Linked DNA regions of Sus scrofa: regions 2 and 3 are each linked to region 1. A link is a contact called in public HiChIP or PLAC-seq data. All regions are on one chromosome and are shown on one strand. Each heading gives the region's core, a stretch centred on a gene start, on an enhancer-like site or on the middle of the called end of the contact. The rest is flanking DNA. Distances are from core to core; before and after follow the strand shown.

Region 1 (4,476 bases), core at 627-3,126:
AAACTGTGAAAAAAGCAACAGAAGACAAATGATACACACTATACATATAACAAAGGGATACTATCCTAATATATAAAGAGATCCTTTAGGTTAATAATAAATCCACAGAAAAATAAATCACATAAATAGGCAAGTCAAAGAAGAAGCAATGCAGAGAGGCTTCATTTACCAGCAGTCAGGGGCATGTGGTGAGCCACAGGGTTTCACTTAAGGATTTTTGGACTGCCAAGTAGTTACAAGATCAATGTCATCAGGTATTAGCAAAGGTATGGGTAACAGGATATTTTCATATACCATTAGTGGGATTGAAAATTGCTATAAAATTTTGGGAAGGGAATTTTGTCAGTATTTCTTTTCTTTTTTGGCTTTTTAGGCCGCACTTGCGGCATCTGGAGGTTCTCAGGCTAGGGGTCGAATGGGAGCTACAGCTGCCGGCCTACACCACAGCCACAGCAACGCCAGATCTGAACCGCCCCTGCGACCTACACCACAGCTCATGGCAACACCAGATCCTTAACCCACTGAGTGAGCCAGATTTTGAACCTGTAACCTCATGGTTCCTAGTCGGATTCGTTTCCCTTGCACCACGATGGGAACTCCTGGACTGCCAGGTATTTACGAGATCAATGTCATCAGATATTGGAGAAGGTATGGGTAACAGGATATTTTCATATACCATTGGTAGGATTGAAAATTGCTATAAAATTTTGGGAAGGGAATTTTGTCGGTATTTCTTAAAATGAAAAATGCTTAGTTGATCCAGGACTTTGAGTTCTGGAAATTAATCTGATAGTAATTAAAGCACGAGTAATCAAGATGTTTGTACAGAGTTGTTTCTCGCAGCACTGTTTTTTTTTTTTTTTTATTTTCCCACTGTGCAGCAAGGGGGTCAGGTTATCCTTAGATGTATACATTGCAGTTACAGTTTTTTCCCCCACCCTTTCTTCTGTTGCAACATGAATATCTAGACATAGTTCTCAATGCTATTCAGCAGGATCTCCTTGTAAATCTATTCTAGGTTGTGTCTGATAAGCCCAAGCTCCCGATCCCTCCCACTCCCTCCCCCTCCCATCAGGCAACCACAAGTCTCTTCTCTAAGTCCATGATTTTCTTTTCTGAGGAGATGTTCATTTGTGCTGGATATTAGATTCCAGTTATAAGTGATATCATATGGTATTTGTCTTTGTCTTTCTGGCTCATTTCACTCAGGATGAGATTCTCTAGTTCCATCCATGTTGCTGCAAATGGCATGATGTCATTCTTTTTTATGGCTGAGTAGTATTCCATTGTGTATATATACCACTCTTCCGAATCCAGTCATCTGTCGATGGACATTTGGGTTGTTTCCATGTCCTGGCTATTGTGAATATCGCAGCACTGTTTTTAATACCAAAACCAAATACACCAAAATGTATTTCCCAATATAAATATGTTCCCAATATACAAATGGGAAACAAGCTGAATGTCCATCAATAGGAGAATGGCTGAATAAGCTCTGGTACCTTCATGCAAAGTGAGAACTATGTGGCAACTTAAGGGCGAGGGAAACAGTGAGATGACGCACACACATGAGATTAACAGGAATGAAGATGTCTCAAGGAGTGAAGTGGGTCCATGGTGTGGGGAGAGAACCACTCAGGAATGGCTCTACGGTGAAACTTGGCAGGACCCCTTTCGAAAACAATCGGCGATATTTAGAAAACTTAACATGTGGTCTGCAAACGTGCATGTCTACTCTCGGGATGTTCCCAGTGTACCTCTTTCACAGGAGCACCAGGAGACCAGCCGTGTAAGGAGGCTCTCAGCCGGGCAGTTGTAATGGACAGAAAGTAAAGACAGCCCACACGTCCACCAGGGGGCAGTGGGAGGGCACAGCGGTTGGTCACACGACAGTGCGCTGTACAGAAGCTACAATGAATGGTCAACACTTATCTGTGTCAACCGGTTGTTCTTCGAAACAGAACAAGTGAAAAAAGCAAGTCAAAGGATGATTAGATTAAATGATGTAGATGAAAATCCATCACACCATATATCATGTGTGTGTGTGTGTGCCCGCCACACAGGAATATGCAGTCGCAGTGAGCGGACATGAGCACTGGGTTACAATCTGTGTGAGGGTCTCCTTCTCCTTCCCTGGCTGGTTGTGTGGTGAGAGCCAGCTGGGCTTGTCAACTTCTGACATACGGGAAACTATTCTTAGTTGTGACTTGACTTCCAAGCTGTGATCTGGAAGCCTGAGAGTCCATGTGAAAGAGGAACTAGAAGAATATGCAGACGTGACAAGTTCAGTGTTTCCTGAACGGAAGCAAAGGAAGAGGTCTGAAAAGGACAGATGAGTAGGAGGAAGAAAAGATGGCAATTAGATTTATCTCACCAGAAAACCCCCTGCCCCATCTCCTTAAACCCTGCTGAAAGTCCCATCTCTGTAGAACAAACACACCACTGAACCAACCTCTCTCTGGGGGAGGGGTATTTCCCAGATAAGGCTGCACACAGCATTCGTTCTGCAGGACTTTAAGAGTCAAGCTCTTTTGGGAAACACTGGATTAAAACCTTTTTTTTTTTTTTAAACCAGGGTCCATTACCCCAGAACTTCTCCGAATCTTTAGTGTTTATGTGCATTGGGAACCTCTAAGTGGGGGGATGCAATATAGTTTCCCAAACTTCACTATGGAGAGAAAGTTTTGGGACCAATGATCCAGGGCACACTTTGGAAAATACTGGGTTAAGGCAACATGCCTGCAGAGCTGATTTAATTTATCAGCCATTAAGGTCTTAGTCTGAATTAGTGGAACTGATAGGACTCGCTGTCCACTCTCTTAACAGGAAACAAACTAGCCTGATTCTCTGAAATCTGTTTAACATTACCACAATCTAGGACTCCGTCCTTCCAAGGCCAGCAGCACAGAGAGTGCTCACTGGAGGGACTTTGCCACGGGTGGCTGAAGTGGGGTAGGAAAGTCGAGAAAGGGGCATATGAACACCAACCTTTAGGATGGGAGGGGGCGGTGCAGAGCTCTTGACAATGCCTTGGGCACTGCATCAAGCACAAAGGTCTAAAACATCAATAAGGGAGTTCCCGTCGTGGCGCAGTGGTTAACGAATCCGACTAGGAACCATGAGGTTGCGGGTTCGGTCCCTGCCCTTGCTCAGTGGGTTAACGATCCGGCGTTGCTGTGAGCTGTGGTGTAGGTCGCAGACGCGGCTCGGGTCCCGCGTTGCTGTGGCTCTGGTGTAGGCCGGTGGCTACAGCTCTGATTGGACCCCTAGCCTGGGAACCTCCATATGCCGCGGGAGCGGCCCAAGAAATAGCAACAACAACAAAAAGACAAAAAAATAAAATAAAATAAAATAAAACATCAATAAGGTGCCTGAGCTGAGATGCTTACTCACAAAATTCTACAATAAATCACAAATTCATAGATCCTTCACATTACCCACTGTATAATCAGCTTATTCTCTCTGGTGCTAACACCATAAAAATTTCATTTATAATTTTTATTATGAAATAGAATATATAAATATGTACATATGTATATGTATATATGCACATACTCATGCACGCATAAAAATGCACAAAACATCTGTGTAACCAACATCCAGATCAAAAATCAGAACATTGCCAGTACCCTCAAACCCCTGCCCATTCCACCTCCCCCAATCACCTCGCTTTTGTGATCATGATTTCCTGATATTGTTTATGGCACCACTGCTATACCAGTTTCCCTAAACAATATAATTCCAAACCTGTGGACTGACCAGACATGTGTCTGGCTTAAGTTCTTCAGTACTGTGCTGGTGAGGTTCATCCATGTTGCTCTGGGTACCAGAAGTTTGCTGCTCTTACTTGCAGGGTGGAATGATCAGTTTTTTATCCATCTACCATTGATGGACACTGGATGATTTCCACTTTCGGCTCTCATAAATAATACCGCCGCGACCATCTGTATACATATCTCCAGGTGCACCTGCACAGGGACTTGTATCTAGGAGCAGACTTTGCGGATCATAGATCATAATGTAGCTTCAGTTTCATCAGATTTGGGAAGATTGGGTTCTACAGAGGTTATGTGAATTTATACCCTTTCAGCAGTGCATGAGTCTCCCACTTTTCCACACTTCTTTTACACTTGGGTATTGTCGGATTGTTTCAGTTTTGCCCATTTGGGGTGTGTGCGTACTTGTGTGTGTGCGTGTGCATATGTAGCAGCAGTAGTAGTTCACTGTGAGCTTACCCTGAGACATGTGGAAGTTTCCAGGCCAGAGGTCAAACCCAAGCCACAGCAATGACAACGCCCAATCCTTAACTGCTAGGCCACCAGGGAACTCCCATTGTGACCTTACTTTTTATGTCTCTGATTACAAATTAGGATGAGCACATTTTTGTACACTCACTGCTCATATTTTATGCAGTGACTGCATTGCCCATTTTTCTCCTGAATTGACAATTGTCTTCTTATAGATTTGTAGGAGTCC
Region 2 (4,476 bases), core at 548-3,047, 360 kb before region 1:
AAATTTAATCAGTAAAATTAAACAAAATGCTGCTTCACAATGTCAAAAGCCCTAGAGCTCTAGATCATGTGGAAGACAAATTCAAATGCCCATGGTACTAACTTACAGAAGTAAGTCTTCTCAAGTCAATCACAAGTACTATACAATTGCCTAACAAGAACAGAATATGACAAAAGTACATAAATTGGATTTTCCCCTTATCAGCTGAGAAAAGAAGGTAGGAGATTTAAAAGTTACAAAATGGATTTTTTACCCTACGTATTTATCCTTTGTTTTCAAATTAAAATGAAATAGGCATCTTATTAGAATAAGGGTCTTTAGAGCCCATTTGTTAGCCACTAAGAAAAACCTGTTTCAAAAAGAATTTGAAAGAGAATGGATGTGTGTTCCTGTATAACTGAATTAATTTGTTGTACAGCAGAAATTATCACAACACTGTAAATCAACTGTAAATCAACTACATTTCAATAAAACTTTAACAGTGAAAAAAAGAAAAAAGAACCTATTTAATTTCTTTATGCCAGTCCTGGGATGCCTGTCCCTTTGCTGCCCCTGCTGTGTGGAGCAGTCAAGGGGCAGTCAGCTTCCATAAGCCTAGATTCCAAGAAAGGAGCTGTGCAAAGGTCTGCCTTCAGTGAGGAGGAAGCCCTCCAAGCTGAAACCAAGAATTCCTCCACACAGGTGAATTCAAACCACCATAAAGTGAAGCCTGAGCTAGTTTTATAAAATGTCACATCCAAAGAGACTCAAATAAGTTATCTAGCTCACATGGGCAATTTCAACAATTTACCATTTGTTTCAGGTTAGACAACCAGTGTAACGAGCATGAGGGTTAAAAGATTACTCTGAGGTCTACAAAACCAGAATTCTGGCTTTATTTGCAAACTTGAGACACAGGAGCTAGACACTTAACCTTTTTGGACCTCAATATCCTCTGGGAAAAAAAAACAGAGACAATGACAGTAGCTACCAAGTGCTGCAGTGAAGTTAAAGAGAGACAACATCTGCCTATAATCACTTAACCCAGCCTCGTATACACCACATTTTTTAAGGCTTTTGCTGTTTTTGTTCTTAGGTTTAGCTGAGTTATGGGGACCTAAGGAACTTCAACCTTTGGACTACAGAAAACAGTACTGACGCTAGAAAAGGCTTTGAAGTGAGGACGCCCTGGCTTAGACTCATACAGCCATTAATCAATGCTATAACTTCGGATCATTTACCCTTTTTGAACCTAATGTCCTAATTATAGATGAAGATAACAATACCTACTTCATAGACTTAGGGGGAAGGATATTTAATAATAAACTAGCTCCCCATCTACACTCTCACTATTTAACATAGCAAAAGGCAAGTTGTTTTCATGGCAAAAACTCAATAGTCTAAACCCTCTAATATACACCAAGTATATACATTTTTTGCCTGTTTTCTTACCAGTGAAAAGACTGGATTTCAGCTCTAATTCTAAAATTCAAATCAATGAAAGACTACTAAAAATGTCTTTTTCTTTTACCTTTATAATCCGAACTACTGCTTTACCACCTTCAAAATTAGGGTGCCTTACACATGATTTTTTTTTTTTTTTTTGAGACAAGTTAAATGTCTAAGTGCTTTCTAAAACTTCCCTGCCCCTAGGATCCCTGTCCTAGGTTTTGGGGGAGGTAAGAAATCAAGAGGGAAACACACAGATCCTTCAAACAAATAAATAAAGCTCCAGGGAAACCTGGAGCTCTCCTTGAAGAGTTCTATAAACTATATATGCCCCTTTTGCACAATGCTTTGCACAAACCTAGTTATGAAATCCAAAGATCATGGAACCAGAATTGAGCAACGAAGTCACAAACGAAGCTAAGTACTTATCACAAGTTTAAAAATTTCCTAAGAGCTGTAACTCTCTTGTGACCAACACAATTTAAACCACAATTTAAAGTTGGAAAAAACCATAATGATCTCTTTAGAGACTACTCTCATTTTTATAAAAGAAACCACAAAGGCCTAGATACTTTAAATGACCATCTAAAGGGCCATAGCCATAAAAGGTAGATTTGTCTTTAGAACTAGGACTCTTAGGATCTAGTCCTGAATTCTCTCCCTCTGACCAGCTTCTTCTTCCTTTAGTTTATTATCATCCATAAATTATTTTTATTTGTGAACACTAGAGATTAAAACTAACATTCTACTCTTTTTTTTTTTTTTTTTTTGGGCTATTTCTTGGGCAGCTCCCGCGGCGTATGGAGGTTCCCAGGTTAGGGGTCCAATCGGAGCTGTAGCCACTGGCCCAGGCCAGAGCCACAGCAACGTGGGATCTGAGCCGCGTCTGCAACCTACACCACAGCTCACGGCAACGCCGGATCATTAACCCACTGAGCAAGGGCAGGGACCGAACCCGCAACCTCATGGTTCCTAGTCGGATTCGTTAACCACTGTGCCACGACGGGAACTCCAAAACTAACATTCTAATGGGTTACTATCAGAACAACTTTCATTAGGAATCTCAGTCCATTCTCACAGTTCTCAATAAATTATAACAATTTTTCAGAACCTTCTTCCTTAGATAATGCTAACAAAAATAAACAGTATTCTTGCATGTCATGATAGGCTCAGAATAACCAAAACACTTCCAAGTATGAAGGATAGGCACAAGAGCCCTGGGTTCTGATCTCACATCTTATCACAACCACTCTGCATTCCATTCGTCCCTCCGAATGAGGCTAAGACTACATGCCACTTCTTCTTTTTTTTTTTGCTTTTTAGTACCACACCCACGGCATATGGATTCCCAGGCTAGGGGTCCAATTGGAGCTACACCTGCCAGCCTATGCCACAGCCAGAGCAATGCCAGATCCAAGCTGCATCTGCGACCTACACCATAGTTCACAGCCACACCAGATCCTTAACCCACCGAGTGAGGCCGGGGCCGCGTCCTCATGGATCCTAGTCAGCTTCGATGAGCCACGACGGGAACTCCTGCAAGTCATTTCTGTTCCTTCCAGTCACACTGTTCCTCCCCCTTCCCACCGGGCCTTCCCCTCCAAAACAGATATCCACTTTTTACTTATTTTCCTAGCATCTAATTCACTGCTAGAAGACCAAGCCCTTAAAAAGAAAAAAGAAAAAAAAAAATCGTAGGAAACTTATGGTCTATGAATTTCTAAGTTTGAAATACAACTACCAATTTGGTTATCTCTGATGAAACAATATGTATAAGATCATTTGTACACATTTTCAGGGAAAAAAATTATAAATTATAGAATAATAGTCTGCAATTTCATTTGAGGCATTTCTTTACTTGGTAGGTTCTTTCTACTTATTCTCAGTTCAAAAAAATAAAAGGTTGTTTTTATATCAAAATTCATTAATTCAAAGGTTATAATATGTGTATCTTACCCTAGCCCTTTAATTCTTTAATAAGTAGTTTCTGAAATTTAGGATCTGATTCTCTGTAATGTTGGTTTTGGGTTTTTGTTTTGCTTTGTTTTTTAGGGCCACCCTTGCGGCATATGGAGGTTCCCAAGCAAGGGGTATAACTGGAGCTGTAGCTGCCAGCCTGTGCCACAGACAAAGCAACGCAGGATCCGAGCCTCGTCTGACCTACACCACAGCTCACTGCAACACCAGATCCTTAACCCACTGAGCGAGGCCAGGGATCGAACCTGCATCCTCATGGATGCTAATCAGATTCGTTTCTTCTGAGCCACGACGGGAACTCCTGTAATGTCTTAAAAGCCACGTAAATAAAGGTTAATGCCTGAAGAAACAAACAAAAATTAGGTAATAATAAATTCACGATAGCATATTTTAGGACCGTTTTAACATTTCAGACCTTACGGCACTCAGATATGTCTACCTTCATCCATGTTAACTATGAGCAATCAATCCTAGCACATCAGCCTTCTGAAGCAATAACTGAAAACTAACCACAAAATTGGTCATTACAATCTAATGCCAAGTAAGACATTTCTAATTAAAAAGCAACAGTGATTCATGTGACTTTCCAGGTTCCCCGAACTTTCTAAGAGCACAGCCGCCCTAAGAAGACCCGACCGGGTCCTGTCTGGAAGCTGCAGCTGCGGGTTGCCGCTCCTCTTCGAAGCGGGCACCTGCAAGGCTTGACTAGTACGCACACAGCCCAGGCCCATTCCTGGCCGGTCAAGAAGAGCCCACCCCGAGGTCCCTCTGTGGCCCCGGCTGCCAGACTTACCTCGTAGGCCAGGTCCCCACCGCGCGAGCTGCCGGGCAAGCAGGAGGCTGTTTTATTCAGCAGTGGGTGAGGTGCCCCAACCTGTAAGAGGCGCCCCACCCAGCCGGCACGTCTGGCAGCGGCCCACGGGCAGGAGGGAGCGCGCATGTCGGCAGCAGAATGGAGCTGAAGGCTCCGCCCACTCGGGCCGCCCACTGGACCCTCCCCGCACCTAGAAGACCCCCAAACTTCCGCAAAGCTCCGACAAGGCTCCAACGCCGCTTGAGTTCTGGGCAGGA
Region 3 (4,476 bases), core at 816-3,315, 270 kb after region 1:
ACCTGGCCAAGGGGTGACAATGGGGCCAATGCTGTGTTGGGGCCCTCATTCTGACCTTTGGCCAGAAGACCCTGTGCCCTAGGCCCCCTTCTTGTGACAGCCAATCCAGGTGCTGCCAGCTTGTCCTCCCATCACCACGCCCAGACTCCCTCTCAGGGGTGGCTTGTTGGGGCTGGACCGGCAATGCCTTCAACAGATCTGGAGGCTGTGTTGGATATCGGGCCCCAACTGCTGAACTGGGCTTCCTTCCAGTCCCAGGAGTGGGGGAATCCTCCTTTATTGCGCCCTGCCCAATAAACATGGAAGAAGTGGCAAATCTCTTTGGGCACAGTGTTGGCTCCCCTCCTGGACCCTCACGAAGCAGCCTCCAGGTCAGAGGCTCCTCTCTCTCCTTCAGGGAGCCCCTCTCTGTGCAAGGAAAGGGGTGAACTTGGCTGTCCTGCCCGCCAGGGCCAGAGACTCCTAACACATCTCACGCTGTATATAGAGTGGGAGGTGGTGGCTCACACTGGCCTTGGCAGTGCTGAGTCCTGCTCAGGAGTCCACTGGCAGCTGCACAGAATGGTCCTGAAGGGCTGGGAGGGGTACCTTAAGAGAAATGGCTAGAAGGAAGAGGAGGCTCTGCCTTTCAACCTCATCTCCATGGGCAGTAGGCTTCCTGGCCTTTTACATGGGTCGTGGGGAGGGGTGCAGTTTTCACAGCTGGGGGGGGGGAAGGAAGAGAAGGGTCCCACTGGCAAAGGTCATTGTTAAAACTCAGGAGGTGGAAGCATCAAGTTCTGGCTTCTGAGATCAGAATCTGGGCTGACTGGCAGGGTCAGTGGAGTGAGAGAGGAGGGTGGGGTTGCCAGGGAGCCCATCTTGGTGTGCCATTCACACCAGGCTGAGGAGTTTGGACCTGAATGGGTAGGAGCTGAGGAGGCACAAAAGGGTCTGGATGGAGAAGTGACCATCTCAGCCCCTCTAAAAGCTCAGCCCACATGCAAGCATTGGAGAAAAAGTCATTTTCCTTTTGTGGGTACAGCCTCTGGACACCTATGTGAAAGACGTGTTTTGGGGACTTTCCTGCCACATGATGAGTTCTTCATCGCTACGGTCAATGCCAGAGAAGGCAGTGGGACCATTGATGCCCTGGAGCCAGTGTCACTGCAGACTCATGAGAGGGGGATTCAGCCCCCCCTGCTCAGAGCTTACCTGCAGGGGGTGCTGCTTGCCCCCACCCCATACCTCCTGGAACTCTTACCTGGGATGGTCACATGCCAGACCAGGACAGGGTGGAGAAAGCAGGCCACGGACAGCAGCATGTAGGCCAGAAACCTCTGGAAGCAGCCCAGCCAGTGAGCCTTCTCCTTTGCTCTGTAGGCCAAGGACCCTGGCTGACACCTGAGGAGAGGAAGTCCAGGATTGGCAGGAAGTAGGAACATTTGGATAAGTCCCAGCAATCTATAAAACCATTGGAGTCTGGGATTGGGTTTATTGGGGCCATAGTCTCTCCCCCCTGCCCCTAGGGGCTAAAGTCCTTACTATGGGTTCCACAGTTAAGGGCCTTGCCTGAGGCCTCTCCTGAGGGTCTCCTGTACATTTTCTGAAAGGCTGCTCAGCTCTGTCTTTCTGGTCTAGAGCAGAGGGAGGTAAATGCTCTTAAGTCACTGCAGAGGCAGTGGGAAGGAGACTAGGACACTCAGGGTACACTGGGAAGTCCACAGGGCAGTAGAGAAGGCTGGATAGTTGTGAGGGTTATACACTGCAAAAAGGACCTGACCACATGGTTGAGAGGTCTTGAATCCAGCTGCACTCTGATCAAAGGTGCCTTGCTTAGGCATAAGGTGGCATCTGCCCAGAGGGGCTTCTCTGTTAACCGGACACAGGGACCACACATGGGCCTGACAGAGGCTTGATACTGAGCTGGTTTCCTCAGGGAGCTGCCTCCAGGATGCAGAGGAGGAAAGTGTTTGCCTTTAGATTCATCTCCTTCATCCTCTGAAGTGGCCTAGAATGGGGTTCTGCATACTGCATCCTTCCCCAGGCTGGCTTTGCAGTAGCATAGCCCTCCTCCAGTGTTCAGCTGCTGTGGCTCATTGCTGCCCCCCAGTGGTCATTATTTTGTGACAAGCCCCTGGCTGGGAGTGGAGGGAGAGGGTAAAAAGCCCATGTAGGCCCTAGGGCTCCTCCTTCCTCTGCTCCTGAGAGGTTGCTAGAGTCTGGTGGAAGCCTTCTGCCTCAGGGTTGGTAGCCCTTGGAGGCAGCCAGTGGCCTTGCAAGATGCTAGGACAGCTGGGTTTAAAGCTTGCCTCTTTTGCTGACCATGTGAGACCCAACCATCCAGGTCCTGAGAACTGTGGTCCAGGGCCAGCCTTCGGCCACCTTGATGATAGCTTCCATGAATTGAGCATGACTGGGTAGAGGTAGAGGCCTCAGGGCCCATGTAGCCTCCCAAGACTCTGCAAGCTCTGCCCTCCTGCCCCAAAAATGGGCAGGGGTGGAGTGGGGTGGGAGCTGTGACCCTGGCTTGTCCCTGGGTCCCAGCAGAAGGCAGAATCAGTTCTCAAGGCCAGCTCTGTGTGCTTCAAGCTGGCCTCCCGCTGGGTCCCCACCTCCTGGTGGATGACTCAGATGGCGGGTTGAGTGACTGGCTGTTTATGGAAGGTGGGGATGGGCACTGCAGGGGGATTCTGGGTGGGGTCAGGTCCTAAATGGATGTGTTCATCCTCTCCCTGGTTTGGAGAAGGGAACTGGGGACATTGAGCCCCACAGGCCTGAGCCCACATCCAGGCTGGGGCTCTACACAGGCTCATGGCTGCTTTGGGAACAGAACATCTCCTCGGCTGTGGCCTCAGAGTGGAGGCATCTGGGAGTGCTTGGAGCTGGGGGTAGTGGTGGGATCACTCTGGAGGCTACTTACTGGAAGCAGATGGCCAGCAGCTGAGCCACAAAGTAGGCCCCTTCGATCACAGAGACGGCGGCTCCTATAAACCTATGGTGGAGACAGGTGAGGGAGGTGACACCCACTGACCCTCCCTTTGCTTTCCTTTGAGTGTCTTCTCACAGCACCTTGGCCTCCTGGGCATCTGTGCATAGCCGAACTACAGACCAGGAGTTTCTTTATCTAATCCTGTCTCTTGTCCAACATCCTCCAAGAGCTGCCTGGATTCCAGGGCCTGCACTGGGTGGGGCCAGGACTCGGTAGTGAGGATAGGGGTGGTGGCCGGGGCCCAGAGGTGGGCAAGGGAGCTGCAGACCAGCAGAGGAGACTGCCTTGATCCTAGCACCCCTGCATGGACACTGGCAGCCACATCCTTCTACTTACTGCCTGGTTGTCTGAGCCTTAAAGCTGGAGCCATTCCTGACCCCCTTCCTTCTTGTCATCCCAACAGTCACCAGGAAGGGTTGACTGTGTTCCTTCGATAGCCTTAGAATCACTCCCATTCTTTCTGGTCTCACTTGTATTGCTCAGCTCAGGGCCTGCCCCCTGAACCCTTACACCAGCTTCCCGTTCGGGCTTCCTGACTCCCTGGCCCTCACCTCCTCGCCTCCTGCTCCTCCACTGTCACCACCAGGCTGCCCGAGGCTCCTTCTGAATCTGATCAGAGTCCTCCCCATCCAGACTGCTTCAGTCTCCTCATGCTCCAAGGGTCTAGGGACCCTCCAATCAGAATCCCCTGGGGAATATGGAAAAGCAGAGATTCCTGGGCCAGCTGCAGACTGGATGTATCAGAATATTTGGGATTGGAACCTGGATCTTTCATTGGCAGACCTCACTGGGCTATAGAATTGGCCTGTACAATTTCTTAGCATGCTTTTTTTTCTTTCTTTCTTTTTTTTTTTTTTTTTTTTTTTTGTCTTTTGTCTTTTTAGGGCTATACCGTAGCATATGGAGGTTCCCAGGCTAGGGGTCTAATTGGATCTGTAGCCACTGGCCTATGCCACAGCTACAGCAAGGCCAGATCCGAGCCATGTCTGCGACCTACACCACAGCTCACGGCAATGCCGGATCCTTAACCCGCTGAGCGAGGTCAGGAATCGAACCCACCACCTCATGGTTCCTAGTCAGATTCGTTTCCACTGCACCACGGTGGGAACTCCTTTAGCATGCCTTTTAAAGCCCTCCATGAAGCTATTAGGTGCCACATGGCTGGGCCCTGTCAGAGGTCTCCCTCTCTTATCTGTGTGACAATGTTAGTTACTTCTCTCTTTCTCCCTCTGACCATTTAGTACTTAATCTCTACTGTCTCCTACTTTCTCTCTGCCTCTCAGGGTCTGCTTAACTCTGACTCCTAAGCTTTTAAGTGGTAATCACTAACATTTATATGATGAATATGTGCCAAACATGTTAAGGGCTTTGTAACTATGAATTCATTTAGTCCTTATAACAATTTCATTGTTGAATCACTATGATTACCCTCAGCTTGCAGCTGAGGAAACGGCCATGGGAGGTCAAGCCCCTTGCTTATGGACACTCAGCTCATCTGTAGTGTG

The links. HiChIP or PLAC-seq counts read pairs in DNA pulled down with a chosen protein or histone mark.
Region 2: an H3K27ac HiChIP or PLAC-seq map of alveolar macrophages shows a contact between it and region 1. The contact joins two enhancer-like sites. A contact is called at or near these places in 1 of 47 Hi-C or Micro-C datasets (heart right ventricle) and 1 of 2 datasets of contacts at active chromatin or transcription factors (alveolar macrophages).
Region 3: a contact with region 1 is called in an H3K27ac HiChIP or PLAC-seq map of alveolar macrophages. The contact joins two enhancer-like sites. A contact is called at or near these places in 3 of 47 Hi-C or Micro-C datasets (heart right ventricle, liver and skeletal muscle) and 1 of 2 datasets of contacts at active chromatin or transcription factors (alveolar macrophages).

What each region holds. Positions count from the first base shown.
Region 1 is chr14:90,883,300-90,887,775 of Sscrofa11.1, forward strand. All of the region lies in intron 3 of ALOX5 (arachidonate 5-lipoxygenase), which reads right to left. Among named protein-coding and RNA genes, the nearest start is that of ALOX5, 22 kb to the right of the region's middle. Within about 2 kb of position 1,877, at least 7 of the 83 cell types and tissues checked have an H3K27ac peak or open chromatin away from gene starts, as enhancers often do. A contact at or near this core is called in alveolar macrophages, where this site is marked.
Region 2 is chr14:90,518,709-90,523,184 of Sscrofa11.1, forward strand. The region is part of intron 1 of NCOA4 (nuclear receptor coactivator 4); the gene reads right to left. Among named protein-coding and RNA genes, the nearest start is that of NCOA4, 10 kb to the right of the region's middle. Within about 2 kb of position 1,798, at least 12 of the 83 cell types and tissues checked have an H3K27ac peak or open chromatin away from gene starts, as enhancers often do. A contact at or near this core is called in alveolar macrophages, where this site is marked.
Region 3 is chr14:91,151,141-91,155,616 of Sscrofa11.1, forward strand. It overlaps TMEM72 (transmembrane protein 72), which reads right to left. Exons shown (of 4, transcript XM_021072810.1): 3 at 1,244-1,383. Among named protein-coding and RNA genes, the nearest start is that of RASSF4, 15 kb to the left of the region's middle. Within about 2 kb of position 2,066, at least 10 of the 83 cell types and tissues checked have an H3K27ac peak or open chromatin away from gene starts, as enhancers often do. A contact at or near this core is called in alveolar macrophages, where this site is marked.